Linked DNA regions of Danio rerio: region 1 is linked to region 2. The links are chromatin contacts, called in public Hi-C maps. All regions are on one chromosome and are shown on one strand. Each heading gives the region's core, a stretch centred on a gene start, on an enhancer-like site or on the middle of the called end of the contact. The rest is flanking DNA. Distances are from core to core; before and after follow the strand shown.

Region 1 (6,818 bases), core at 4,163-6,662, 54 kb after region 2:
CAATATACACCTTTGTTTGTTGTGAATAAGCTCCCTCTAGCTGTGGAAATTGTCTATTGTGCCTTTAAAATACCAATGGGAATGTACAGTAATACACCTTTGGACCAGTTAAAGCTGGTGAAGTGAATGCTCTTACTAACATAACAAGATGCAACAAACGCAACCCACCCACACACAAGTCAAATTGGATGCAAAGCTATCCATGAAAATCTGGGCTAACATACGCTCATCTTTTAATGTGTGTGTCATATTGTCAAGTTGACCCCTACAGAGAACGAAGCAAACACAACAGAAGGATGTAGCATGATGGTAAGTGCGTTTTAATGTGCTATCGTCATCCTCCCTTTGTGCCCAAGCAGCACTGATTACAGCGAGCCATCCTGCACGCAGTCCACTGATTGTGCCAGTCAGGCGGGCAGCTATTTCTGCCCGCTATTCCTGTCTGTACCATTACTACTCGCTCTCCGGCCCCTCTCAATTCAAGACCCAAATATAGTGCCATCAAATGGATCTGATAAGGGCTCATTTTCCTGGTCCACTGCCAGCACACCAGAAAATCACTGAAACCATTTCACAATGGCATCAGTCCAATGACATTTTGATTTGTTGGGGGTTTTTTTCTGTTTATTTTTGATGTTCAGTACAAACTTTTGGTGGTATGGGAAGTCTGAGAAAAACAGATGTTTTTTTTTGCTGAGCAAAAATTGACTTTAGATATGAGATTACAACAGGAAGTTAGCATGGTTTAATAGGTATGAATGAATTAATAGCAGTGTTTTGCACCTACTGTGAAGTATTAAGGCAGGGGTGTCCAAACTAAGTTCTGGAGGGCTGGTGTCCTGCACAGTTTAGCTTCAACTTTCTTCAACATACCTGCTTGGAAGTTTCTAGTAAACTAGCATTTTTTTTCTGAATGCTACCTTAATGTACAATAAGCTTAAACGCACTCATTTTGAGGTAAGCACAAAACAAAACTTTCCATCTGGACGTCCTTCATAGGACTCAACACCTATAAAACACTCGCTCCAACGGGTTCGTGCAGCTCTTGGTCCCGCCCACACTCATCAGCGCTACCTAGCCGACCAATCTCAGTGCTTGGGAAGTATAGTTACAATTTTTGAGAGGTGACGATGACATTGGCGATGGCCACTGCTAGGGCTATGAGTCCATGCTCAGGCTGCGCCGGAGCATACGCGTGCGCTTTAAGCAGAAGTATAAATCAGCCTTAATTAAGATTCAAGATTCAAATCCTGCCTATTTGCCCGTAATCGTCTTGTTTTATCTGCAAAGGGAATTAGGATTAAGCATGGAATGCCACAGGAATCCCTGCTTTTTTCTATTATACTTCTGCCCTTATGTAGCATCATCAAAAAACATGTTTTCATTGTTATTTATGATGATACTCAGCTACCACAGGATGTGTGCAATTTCTTTGAAGCTAATTTGAAACTATGTATCATAAAAAGTGTTATTCGCTTTGCTTCCAGTTATGCTGAACTATTATACTCTTCTGTCTAAATAACAAACGCAAGATAAGTAGTTCAGATATACAACAGCTCACTTCTGTGTCTTTAAACTACCCACTTATCATAAGATTTCAGAGAAAAACGAAGCCAGGAGATTTACGGCACTCATAGCCCAAAGTCCTATTACGATTTTCTCCTTTGACGGAAGCACTTCAGCTAAAATGGCCCAAATTGATCTGTGCGCCTAACGACAAATAAACCCCTTTAAAAGTCTCCGTTATTGGATTCATATGCGTCTCCCTTGATAATCTCCACGCCTGTGAGCCCAACAGCATTAAGCCCTTGCATTAAAGAGCCTGCCGTCTATGCCGTGGGCTTTACAAGTCTGCTCTGTAGACCTTCAGAGAGTGGAAGAGTGGGAAGGGAGGGGGAACTCAATGAAGCTAATAGCACCATAGTGCACCAGGAGACCCGCCGTCTCCCTCGCTCATTATCGAAACGCTGCTATTTCCCCTACCAGACAGATGTTGGAGCGCGCCGCTTACGACCAGTGAGAAATGAGATGAAGTGATGCCCGAGTCACTTCACTACATTTTTTTTAAATTCATGACCGTTGATTTCATTTCCCACAAAATGAGGCCCATGGAACATGATGCAAAACATGCGCGGCGTCGTTTAACACGCTATGCGCTACCTCCCGTTTAAAGAAGGCGCATTTATTCGCAAATTGGCATCTAACATAAATCCAATTGCAGCTTGAACGTCACGGTTGTGGAAATAGTGAGGGGCGGCCATATGTAATCAGTTAAAGCGATGTGTGTCTGTGTATTTCCCAAACTGATGCCTTTTCCATGTGCACTGGAAAGACAAACACAGATGGTATTTAATGACACTGGAGATGTTGCTGGCTATTTTTTGGTGAGGAAACCACTCACGTTAAAAGCTTCAAGCCCTATTCCTCTGAGAAATCTACAGCTTAGGTTTTTGATAGAAAGAGTGACTATTAGCTGATTAAAGAGGTAATGATCTGAATCATACGATAGAATGATATTTTTGTCTTAACGGTGAGCAAACTGTCAAAACATAAAACATATTTATGATTGTAGCTGAAGTCACCTGACTCAAAAATCACAGGCCATCATTATTTTCAAGAGCCTCCACTAAGTATGCTGAAAATTTCATTACTTTGGGACAGTTTGTATGGAGAAAGTGAATAGGGTTCAAATAAAGGAGGACATGTTTTAACGATAAGGTGCAAGGCATGTTTGCCGTAATTTGTTACCATTTTCAGACCAATGCAACATTAATTTTCCTGTTTTGCACCACGTTATTTAAATAGCAAACCCATTTACACCACTTTGTGGACTCATGGGTGTGCCAGTCTAGAAGGAAGGTGTGTTAAGGCGCATTGTTAGCGCAATGCTATTTTGAGAAACTAAAATAAACTGTGCAATTGACCAACTAAAAGCTGGTCTAAAGTCCAGCGCAGAGTATGTTAGTTGTGTGCTATAATTGCATTCAGTTACTTAACGCGTACACATTTCTTAATACACACAGGATGTATAGCAATACGCAACTATTTTTACAAATGAAAAAGAAAGGATTTAAATATTACAAAAATTATTATTTATATAAAAACTACTGCCTCCATGCCTTCTTCATCACAGGGGCTTTTTTCAGTATATTCATGACAATTTGCTTTTGTATAATGTTATCATTATTATTATTAGTAGTAGTATTTATTATATGCATATTTATATTTGTTTTAATATATATTAACAATTTGTTTAATATTGTGATAAAAACAAGCTTGGATTTGTCCACCTGTCTGGTTTTGGATCATATGGGGCACATGACATGTGTTTGGATATAACACACTTTTAACCACACTTCGCTATTATTGTTCATTTAATAATTTGCTGGAAATTAAAACTAAATTTAAAAAAATAGTTTAGAAACAAATATTTGCGCTTAATTAACAAAATTAAATATGTAGGCTAATAGATGTCTTCAGTGGAGTGCGTACAACATCATTTACTCATCCACGAAAGTAAAGGAGTAAAGTAAAAGTAAAGAGGCCAAATGGTGAAGGCTCATTCTTTATCCTTGCGCTGCAGATGGTCTGTCTATCTGTTTTCTTGCTAGTGAAGCGTTCAGTTTTTCCACTTACTAAATCTGCCATGTAAATAGGAAATGCACTATGGCATGACGCAAGTCTTAAAGGAAATGGGAGATGAGTGTCTGATCGGTTTTATGCACGTTATGCTCACAACACACCCATAACTCATTAAGAGAATAAGCACTACCCCATTAGACCATGCGCCATGGCGCAAATCGTATTTTTCCATCCTTAAAAGCCCTATGTGTTGTGACATGTATTTTTTTATTTTTTGTACCTCTATCCTATGATGCCTGTCTTAAACAGGACTCCCTGGGTGAAGATATAATGTATCTCAATGGGAAATTCCTGATAAAACAATTAAATAAATGAAGAAAGAAAGAAATACATACATATAAAATAAATAAACGTACAGAACGATTGCAGATTGAGTTCATAATGACTATTTCTGACTGAAATATTCCTTTAAGCTTTTGCTGAACACCACATTATGACCAGAGGTTTCCAGACACTTGTGAAAATGCTTCTATGCTGAATGGAGGAAAAAATGGAGAGACCGCAGAGTTCTGCTTTCGTGCACCGGGAGTGGCAAAGCCTTTTATATACATACTGTTCATATAATGCTCTGGCTTTTAAAGACCCTGAGTCTACATTACAGCCCTCTACACTGTTCTCTAGCGAGCGAGTGCGCCCAATTACCGTATCAAATAAAAGCCATCAGCTATATGAGGTTTGCTGATTATGATGGGCTTGCATAGGAAGTCGGACTCAAGAGCTCTTTTGAGAACATGGCTTACTGCATCCTCATATAGAACAAAACAGACTGTAGAAATTCTCAGCCATGCAATTAAAAAAAAAATAAAAAATGCACAGACATAGACACATGCACAGGCTAATGCTAACACACAAACATAGCCTCAAAAACAATAACATGGAAAACACTGCCAGTGTTGCAATGTTTTACATGTTTTTATCATATCTATAAAAAAATTTGGTCAAGATTTAGGCCTTTTTGGCATGTAGAAGCAAACAACCAGATTCTACCATCATTATTAGTTTTACTAAGTACTGTATTGATAACTGTAGATTATAACATACGCCAACTATGCTAATATGCTAACATTTGCATTAAAGATGATTTAAATTGCATCTGACCATTATCATTTTGTTTATTTAGACAGTGAACTACAAATTTATACCAGTAAAGTTTAATAAGGTGTACAGCAAGAATATGACTTAGAACTGCTGTTATTATAAAATATACCTTATATGCTAGTATTGTTAATAAAAGGTGAATAGCATCAGATTTTTATGTTAATTTTAGCTGTATATTTCATCAAGACCAGATGAACTTCTGGAAATGTCTAATAAATGAAAGATCATCTTTCTAACTGGCTGTTGAAAAGCAACAAACTTATTATACACATTTCATTCTAGACGTTAATGCTTCTTTCAGCAACTCAATTTGATACAATACAAAGTGTCAAACTAGGCCATACACACTTCAAACACACTAACACATGTGCAATATTTAGGTTTTGGTAACGTTAATCAGTCAGCCGGCTGATGATACATGTACTGGTCACAACTTTGAGCTCATCTGCATCTGACTTTGAAGTTGAAATGCATTTAAACTTAAAATAACTTTTCTGGTTAAATGATTGCATGTTGTATAAACCCCTCTGATGTGAGGAATGTGAAGTGTAGTGTGTGTGTGTGAGTGTAATAAAAAGCACATGACTTCATGGCTTATTCTCTCTAGCATTTGTTCCTCTCCACAGCCCCTGCCCTTCACTTGCTCCTCCGCAATTGGACATGGACCCTGGATAATTCCCACACACGCAGACAAGAGACACATGTGACATCTCTCTCTTCTCACCCACGTCCACACACACTCCTACACAACGTTTAACCAAAAAAGAAAGTATTTTTGACCCATTTTCCAGTGCAAATACACACACATCCCTATAAGAAATTTGCTAGCGAAGCAGACTTCATCCACTCAAATTTACACTTAAAAAAATAATTGAAAAATCCAACGGATTGAAAAAAACGTTAGCTTAATCTATTATATTTTTTACAAATACAAATAAAGAAAATTACATGACATTACATGACAAAAGTCTTGCTGACTATCCAAGTTTTAGGAACAACAAATAATAACTCGACTTATAATAGACGGTTTTTATCAGAAGTGGCTTATATGAAAGGCAAAGGCCTCTAGATTATGCCTATTTTGCTTAAATAAAATATGATCATGCCTTGATTTTTAATTATTTAATTAGAACAGTAAGGTCTGACTTTGCTTAGACAAAAGTCTAGTCAGGAATAATGTAAAGTATAAAATATAAAGCCATGGTGCAGTGGAAAAAAATAATATTGTGTATGATATATAGTGTTCAACAAATGCCTGTTAGAATAAAAATGACCAAATTTGGAAAGTGGATTCTTTTTTTTCTTGAATAGTATCTGTGCTGTTTACACTTAAAACTATGTTGAATATAAATTTTGAAGATATATATATATATATATATATATATATATATATATATATATATATATATATATATATATATATATATATGTATATAATAGTTGTATCTTGTTTTTAGAAAATATTTTTTTAAATGTCCATTATTTTTTTCGTTGAAAATTTCTTACTTTTATTTAGATTTTATTCAGCTTGAATCTAGTAATTAAACTAATAAAAGCAACTAAACATCACTTAAGTGGTTTATAAAACAGATGAGAAATAATTGTTGTTCAGAGTATACATTATCTAAACTAGATATTTTTCATAATTAAAAAAAAATAGACTTCAAAAATTCGGAAAATTACAAACTTCATTCTAATATGTAATTTAACTAATGCCATCTCCTCAACAGTAGGCCCATTTTCTTAATTTGAGGCTTCATGGTGCATACACATTTATCTGTGTGTGTGTGTGTGTGTGTGTGTGTGGGGCGCTATCCAGCCAATATCAGCGGTAGCTCCTTTATATTCCTTCACTTTCCCAGACGTGCATTTAGCTCATATGAGGAATGAGTCAGAAATAATGGAGGAGAAATAATCTCCCCACCTCTTCCCTTCACTTCTGGCAAAGGAGGAGCAGCAAGTGAAAAGGTCAGTCTTGTTTTGCTTTTGTTTATGGATCTTTCTGTTTGTTGTTTTTCATGGATCCCGCCAAACGGAGCTCGTCTCTAATAACAGTGGGAACGAGATTCCAGCTCTGG
Region 2 (7,565 bases), core at 1,076-3,575:
ATTAAATGTTGTAAAGAAATCAGATTAAAAAAGTGTATTTTTTCTCTACGAATAGGGGACAAAGCAGAAGAATTTTGCCTTGCAAATCAGGGCAAAGGCATGCTGAACGCATGACTATTGTATTCGGCTTTGAGCTCCATTGTTTTATAAATGGTATTTTTTATATAGATTTATATGAAATAGGTTTGTTAAAAAATTAAAATGCATTAGTAAATAAGTTTTTTTTTTCTATTATTTTATTTTATGAAATAATTTAGGAAATTACCAATGGCAATCTTACTGTAATATAGTTTGCAATGTTTACTTTCGGCCCAAAGCTCTAAATCAAGCTTGGATTTTGGCCCTTCATAAGAAAAAGGTTGTGCACCCCTACTTTATAAAGCACAATAGTCCAGACATAATAACCATAAAAATCTTCCAGACATAATAACTGTATTCATTTCTCCATAAACTCTACAAATTGGGTCAAATATGGACAAACTCAACATTGGGTTACATTTGTTTTCCATTAATTACACATTTTGTGAAGCCATCTGTTAATATAATTCAAAACATAATTGATGCTGTACAGAAAATTCCACCAACCAGATCGATCTTTAGCTCTTAACCCACACCCAAGAAGCACGTTACAATCTATTCTGTAAGGTTTCAGAATACTTAAACATGTATATTTGCATAATTTGTTTTAAAAGTAATGCATTTTTTTATAGATGCAATAAATAACTATAAATGCATGTTTTAATGAAACTGTTGTTCACAACATTTCTTAAGATCAAAGTTCTTTCCATCATTTAATCCATGAAGTGCACAGTCAATTAGATTTTTTTTTACTCAAACTCACGTAAATTGTTGTTCAAAACCTTTTTTTAGACATTTATTTTCATTTTTATACAACACGATAAATATGTCTGAACAGTGTAAGAGGTTTACATTTTTGGTAAAATAACAGCATAGCACAACAACAGGAAGGGGGGTAGATTTCTAGGCAACCAACAACCATTTTCTCAGAGTATGACAAGCTGACAAAACATTGCTGCAGCCCTGATACAAGTCTTATTTGGAAGGTACGGGTGCGTCGCTTCTTATGCGTGCGCCTCCATTGAAAATAACAAATTCATGCGCGGAAGAGACGCGATAGCTAGCTCTCTGCAACTGTCACATGGTCATTCACTGAAGCTAAGCAGGGCTGTGGCCGATCAGTACCTGAATGGGAGACCACATGGGAAAGCTAGGCTGCTAGGTTTTTGCTAGGCTGCTAGGTTTTTAATGGTTTGTGGCAATCGGTTTCCTCAAACAGTTTGAGTTGCCTTAACTTATTGGGTTTTACAGTACTCAGTTGGCTTACGTTCTCTTTATTGGGTTCTACTGTACTCAGATTGCTTCGTTTACTCAAATGGATCAAGTTCACAGTATCATAAGGATTAGTTTTTGAACTTAAATGGTTTGTTGCAATCGGTTTCCTCAAATGATTTGAGTTACCCTAACTTTTTGGCTTTTACAGTGTGCTTGATACCCCATAAAAAATTTAAGTGCCATTTAAAACAGAAAAGAAGCAGGTGGATTTGCTAGAATGCACATTTTGAAACTCAACATTTGTGCAATCGAGGCATATTAGGAAACTTTGGATAAAAATATTCACATCAACACAATCACTTTATTTAGCGTTGGATTTTGAAATGATTAATCAGAATGGGTTCATTACAACTGCAACTTTCCACATAAACAGCTACTAACATGGATTTGCATGTTTACAACTATAAAGCTGCTCACTTTAAAGAAACCTACAGAATAAAGTATTAAAAAACACTCTCTAATTGGATGTTTTCTTTGTCAATTTAGTTGTATTCATTTTGTTATCTAGAGAAAAACATAATTTACATAATCATCTAAATGTCGCTTTAGCTGAAGAGTTATTACAAACGTATTTTACTTCAATACAAAGACTAAAATCTATTTATTTCATTTATTAATCAACAACCCTCAAACTAGCTTTAATTGGTTGTCCCTTCGGCAGTTGTTATAGCTTTATAGGTGTTGTGACTGTATCAGTGCCTCTAACTAGATTTGTGCATATTTGAAGGTGAAAAAAAACGGATGAGTTGAAAGGATTTTTTATGCTAATTAACATTTCTGCCACAAAAGCTTTTAATTTTGCTTAAGTGAATCTCCGGATTCATGGGTCGGACCCGATAGTTCTGCATCATAATAAGCCCGTTAGCGATGCTAAGCAGAATCGGTGTTCTCGTTTGCTCTCTCTGGGCCTCTGTGCGGCGCAGCAGGGGTTTAATTGAAGCTGAATGGCTGGCAGCTCATGGGGGCCCGAAGGTGGAGGCAGTTCAATGATTAATGAAGTAAGATTGTGCGAGTGTGTGTACAAGCGTGTGAGAATGTTTGCTTTAAGACGAGGTGTGAAGTGACTCAGGAAAACAACAGGAAGCGGCGGCCCTGCAAAGAGCCTTCCGGTCACAAATCAGCCTCTATTTAAGCAGCATGTTCAAATGTCACATCCAGTTTACCAGGAACGAGCTTTTTCGCTGTCTTTCCTGCCGACACCATTAACTCCCCTCTGTCCTCACCTGTCTGCAAAGCTTATTTCAACAGAGCTGCTGCATTGTTTGTTGCTTTCTTCTTTTATCTTTTAAGTGTCAGACGTGCTGTCGTGGGTTTTCCAATCAATTGTGTTTCATGCAAAAGTTCTCAGTTGTGATTTCCGTCTCAACTGTTCCGACTGTGGTTTCACTTCACATCTCAGTGCGCGGATAAAATTAACACTCGCCAATTGCTATATGCAAATACAAAAAGGTGCTTTAGTGTGTAGATGATACTTTACATAACATACTGTGTGATTTGAAATGATTTGAGTCTAACATAAATGAATGAAATCTTAGCGTATAAATGCTCTACTTGAAAAAAGGCCAGGGTCTGCTGCACATCTAATAAATTCAACAGTACTATACTGGCAGAATGTAATGTCTATATAAATGGTGTGAGCAAATATATCAACAGATTGGAAATATATTGTAACATATTAAAATTTGAAACAATATATATATTTTTTATTGACTTTGTGATTAAGCTACACTTAAAAAAAAGGTGGTGATGTTGTAAGGCATTTGGGCAGATATGGACAAAAGTTTAGTTCAACTAGGGCTGGGCGAAATTGCAAAAACATTATCACGATATCATGTTTCATATCATTCAACATCCATAATTATTGAATAAGTTTTTAACAATCCATTTAGGAATATTAGGATTTTTTTATTTAACCACTTTATTTTAATTTACCAACATTACTAAGGTTTTAATGGTCAAAAAAATATAAACAAAATATCTGATCTCTTTGTGATAAAATAAACATAAGAGTTTAAGAGACTCTTAAACTTGATAAATAAAATGTTACAAAGTGTGTGCAGTGTTGAAGTGTAAATGCTAAACAATTAAAGCAAACTATAAGGTGTGATAAATAATGATACAGTAAACCTCAAACTCTGTTAACAACACAATTTATGATCATCAAATCTGAGCTTTCAAGTAAAGGAACCAACCATAGTTATTCAAATACATACTGCAACATTACAAATTTTGAAGTTGAATGACTATATTCCCCCCTATGCTAAAAAATCTTTGAGATGTGGTGCAAGTGGCTGGGATGCACAAGAAAAGAAACCAAAAAGCCACTCTGCAATTTTCGCATGTGTTGTTATTCTGATCTGAAATGACAAGCGTGTGCGCGTGGATTCCTTGACCATTTACAATGGTGACCATCAACCATTTCCTTAGAAAATGACAAATGGACAAACCATTGCTGCAGCTCTGATGCAAGTTTATGGAGAAAAGTAAAAAGTGTTGCAGTGTTTGGGCGCGCTGTGTTTGGCTAAGGTAATTAGTCTGCCATTACTATTGAAATATGTATATTTCACACAAAGTGTGAAGCAGATTGGTTAGTTCTACTTATATGAATTGTGGTGCACTCGCAGCATTCTAAAGAGTTCAAATGTTTTTTAACTAGCTGTGGCTGGAAAATGCACATGGTCCATGTGCGTGCCGCTTACACAACATGTGCGTTCCGCTCCCGTATGCCTGTCGTACAAGTCCCGTGCCTTAATTGGAAATGACAAACTTACACCCCAAGCTTATTGGCACTGCTTCCAAGTCGCGCGCTCAGCAGCCACATTTTATTAAAACTGTAGCGCTTCATACCAAAACTACATGCAGAAACTTTCATTTAATTGATATTGACATTGGTGCTTGGTCAGCAAGTGAAGTTTCACAATCTAATTTTAAGAGGAGCATGTGATATGATTGACTGCAACTGGTCTCTCATCTACAATCATTAGTTAGCCAATCAGATTAATCCACACTCGTTATAAGTAGCCTAGCAAAACTCACTCCCTTATTTTTGTTTTCCGAAAAAAAACCAAAAAAAAAACATCCACGCCTTCTCCACCTGAGCTCGTACTCCCTTTACAAGCTCTATTGACCAGGCAGGAGCCTTGGGCTTAATTATCTCTGAGCTCAGGGTTCTCTCCCAGGACAGCATGCCATGCTAATATCATCAAGCAATATCTAAGCATGAACTCTTGAAATATCGATAGCCATTTTATCGCCCTGCCCTGGTTCAACTCAACGTCAAGTTTGTGCGTATTTGACCTAATGTTGGGTTGCATCATCAGTTTTTTTTACTGTCTATGGATTCAATGTTGGGTTATGAGGACCCAGCACTTTTTAGAGTGTAGTGACCTGCAGCCTTTGAATAAAATATAAAAGAAGAAATGCATCAGTGCATCCACCCATCCATCTTTTATCCAGACTTATTTAATGAATAGAAATTATAAACAACATTTATTTGAAATATGAATTAATTATGAAATATTAAAACAATATAACATTACAAAATAGCTTTTAACCAATTTAAGTCATCCTTTCCTAATAACAGAATTTTTTTTTAATTTCTTTAATTTCACAATATTAAGATACATGTTAAAATATATAATCAGGGTTTCTGCAGGTTACACAAAGCCAAATTTAAGACTTTTTAAGACCATGAGGAATGAAATTTCAGACTTATTTAGGGCTAAATGCTAAGGATTTTTCATGGCCCAGCAAAAAAATAAATAAATAAAAGTACTTTCCCCATCAAAAAACTAATTAAATTCTATAGCTATTTATTAGCCACATATTTTAAATAATGTCTCAAAACAAGCAGGCCCTAGGTGTATACATAAATATTTTTCAACATAAATTAAAAAAAAACTTTAAAAACTAAAAAATGGACAACATACTTAAAATATTAGTTATTAATATACAGTAGTTTTGCTAAAAGTTGTAATGAGATGTATTGTTGGCAGTGCGATGTGTTGGATTGATTGAGTATCTTTACATAAACAAGGGAAAATTAAGACCTGTTTAAAATTATTTAAGACCTACAAGACAAAATTTCAGTCAATTTTAGACTTTTTAAGGCCCATTTATTTATTTAATATTTTAGGACCCTGCAGATACCCTGATAATACATTAAACTATGTTCCATAATATTTAATTTAGTTTAATTATAATTTCTAGAATAAAAACATAAGTTTCTAGTAGTCTACACCAGGGGTATCCAAACCCGGTCCTGGAGGGTCTGCGTCCTGCAGATTTTAGCTCCAACTTGCTTCAACACACCTGCAAGGTTGTTTCTAGAATGCCTAGTAAGAGCTTGATTAGCTAGCCCAGGTGTGTCTGATTGGGTTGGAAGTAAACTTTGCAGGACCCGGTCCTCCAGGAGAGTCTGGAAATCCCTGGTCTACACTATTCATATTCTAGATTGAAAGCTTTATGCAAGAAAAAGCCATCAGTTTATGATCATAGCAATTTATCTCCAATATATACACAATACATAAATGCAGACACACATAACCGTAATGTTTTTTCCTCTGACACAAAAATGTTGGTATTTGCATTGAAAATAATAGCAGGCAAAGAAAATTCTGAAGTACTGGCTGGCTGGCCCTTGTGAACTTTTGAAAGATCTACAAAAACACACAGAGAATAAGAAAAAAAGGTTTCCCGTAAGGTTCACAGAGGTCCCCGGAGCCCACAGAAGCACGCATCAGTAATTAGCAGTATGGCAAATCCTTCACAAACAGTAAACACACACACACAGGCACTGAATAACAGGCCTAGCACGTGTCTGTCTAGACACAAACGAGCAACCTGTTTGTATGAAAGGTTCTTCTCACCTGGGGTGTGGTAATAGTTAAAGTTAATGATAACACTGATCTAAACTCCCATAACAGGAAGACATTTTGTTCAGTCAGACAGCGTGACCTACATTAACCTAACCTGAGGACACTTGAAGAATCCAATAAACTTAATACGCACATAGCATCAGGTAGCTCACTCATTAAAACCGACGGGGGAAGGCGAGGATTTAAGAGGTAGGTGGTGATTGTGAGAGAAATCTTGGCCGAATGATGATCTGATGGCCTAAAGGGATAGTTCACCCAATTACTGATATTTCAGCTTGCAGTTTCTGTTTATTAGTTTCAGATTATGGCCCATGAACAGTCTGGACTACTAGACCAATATTTTAGGCAACATTTAAATGTATTTACTGTATAAAAATGATTATAAAATTTATAATTTACCTTAATATCGATTTAAATAGAATTTTGGGATCAGAGGGAAATAAGCAATAGCAGTGATCTGAGTACTGAGCTTTGCAGTACTCCATATTGAAACCGTCAGTGTAACATTGAAAACTTAGTGATGCCTTAGTGATACCTCCCAATGATAGCCATTAACAGTGTGAAACTAAATGGTTCGGATACTGAGCCTTGTGGTGCTTCAAACAGAACTTGGTATATCAGGCCTTGTAGAAATAGAGTATTGCCAGTGAAAATATTCTCTATACCAGGGGAGATAAATTTTTCCAAGGGGCCACATTAGACTCTGGGGTGGTTTCAAAGGGCCAGACCAATACAGTTAATAAAAACAAAAAAAAAACTATTCAATAAACATTCATATAAACTCTAAAGTTTAAAAAAGAGGTAGTTCAGTCCACCTTCATTACTGTGTAATTCCATACAAAATGTGAAGCTGCCTGGTTGGTCCCTATCACATGACTTGAAGTTCACTCACGGCACTCTGAAAAGTTTAGATTTTTTTTAACTCGTGCTGCCTGGAAAACGTGAGCGTGACATACATTTCCTATCTGAGTGCTGAAACCATGCGTCTCCATTTGAAATAACAAAAACGCTCATGCAAAAGACGATATACTAAATGTGAAAGTCCCCTTTTGTTGACTCACAATATTAGACCTTGGCATTGAATTTAAATTAAATAAATACCCAGGGGTGTGTTTCCCAAACAACGACGTAACTCGTGGCTGAACCATCATAGTTTGATGCATCATTTGAGAAAAGAATTATGTAGTGACGAGTGTTTCCCAAAACCTGTGGTTTCTCTGTCGAAGATCAATTGTTTGAACCACGTTAGTTATAACGTAAAACGCACATAATGATGCTTTAAACCGGGTGGAGTAACAACTTCTTTAGGGAAGAACCCCATCATTTCCTTGTGCA

The links. A called contact is a pair of places that touch in the nucleus more often than the background predicts.
Region 1: a Hi-C map of an unstated tissue shows a contact between it and region 2, with 2.0 times the contacts expected there. The contact joins two enhancer-like sites. A contact is called at or near these places in 3 of 18 Hi-C or Micro-C datasets (caudal fin, skeletal muscle and an unstated tissue).

What each region holds. Positions count from the first base shown.
Region 1 is chr8:32,307,044-32,313,861 of GRCz12tu, forward strand. All of the region lies in intron 12 of aopep (aminopeptidase O (putative)), which reads right to left. Among named protein-coding and RNA genes, the nearest start is that of mir23b-2, 63 kb to the left of the region's middle. Within about 2 kb of position 5,413, at least 6 of the 62 cell types and tissues checked have an H3K27ac peak or open chromatin away from gene starts, as enhancers often do.
Region 2 is chr8:32,255,831-32,263,395 of GRCz12tu, forward strand. The region is part of intron 13 of aopep (aminopeptidase O (putative)); the gene reads right to left. Among named protein-coding and RNA genes, the nearest start is that of mir23b-2, 12 kb to the left of the region's middle. Within about 2 kb of position 2,326, at least 12 of the 62 cell types and tissues checked have an H3K27ac peak or open chromatin away from gene starts, as enhancers often do.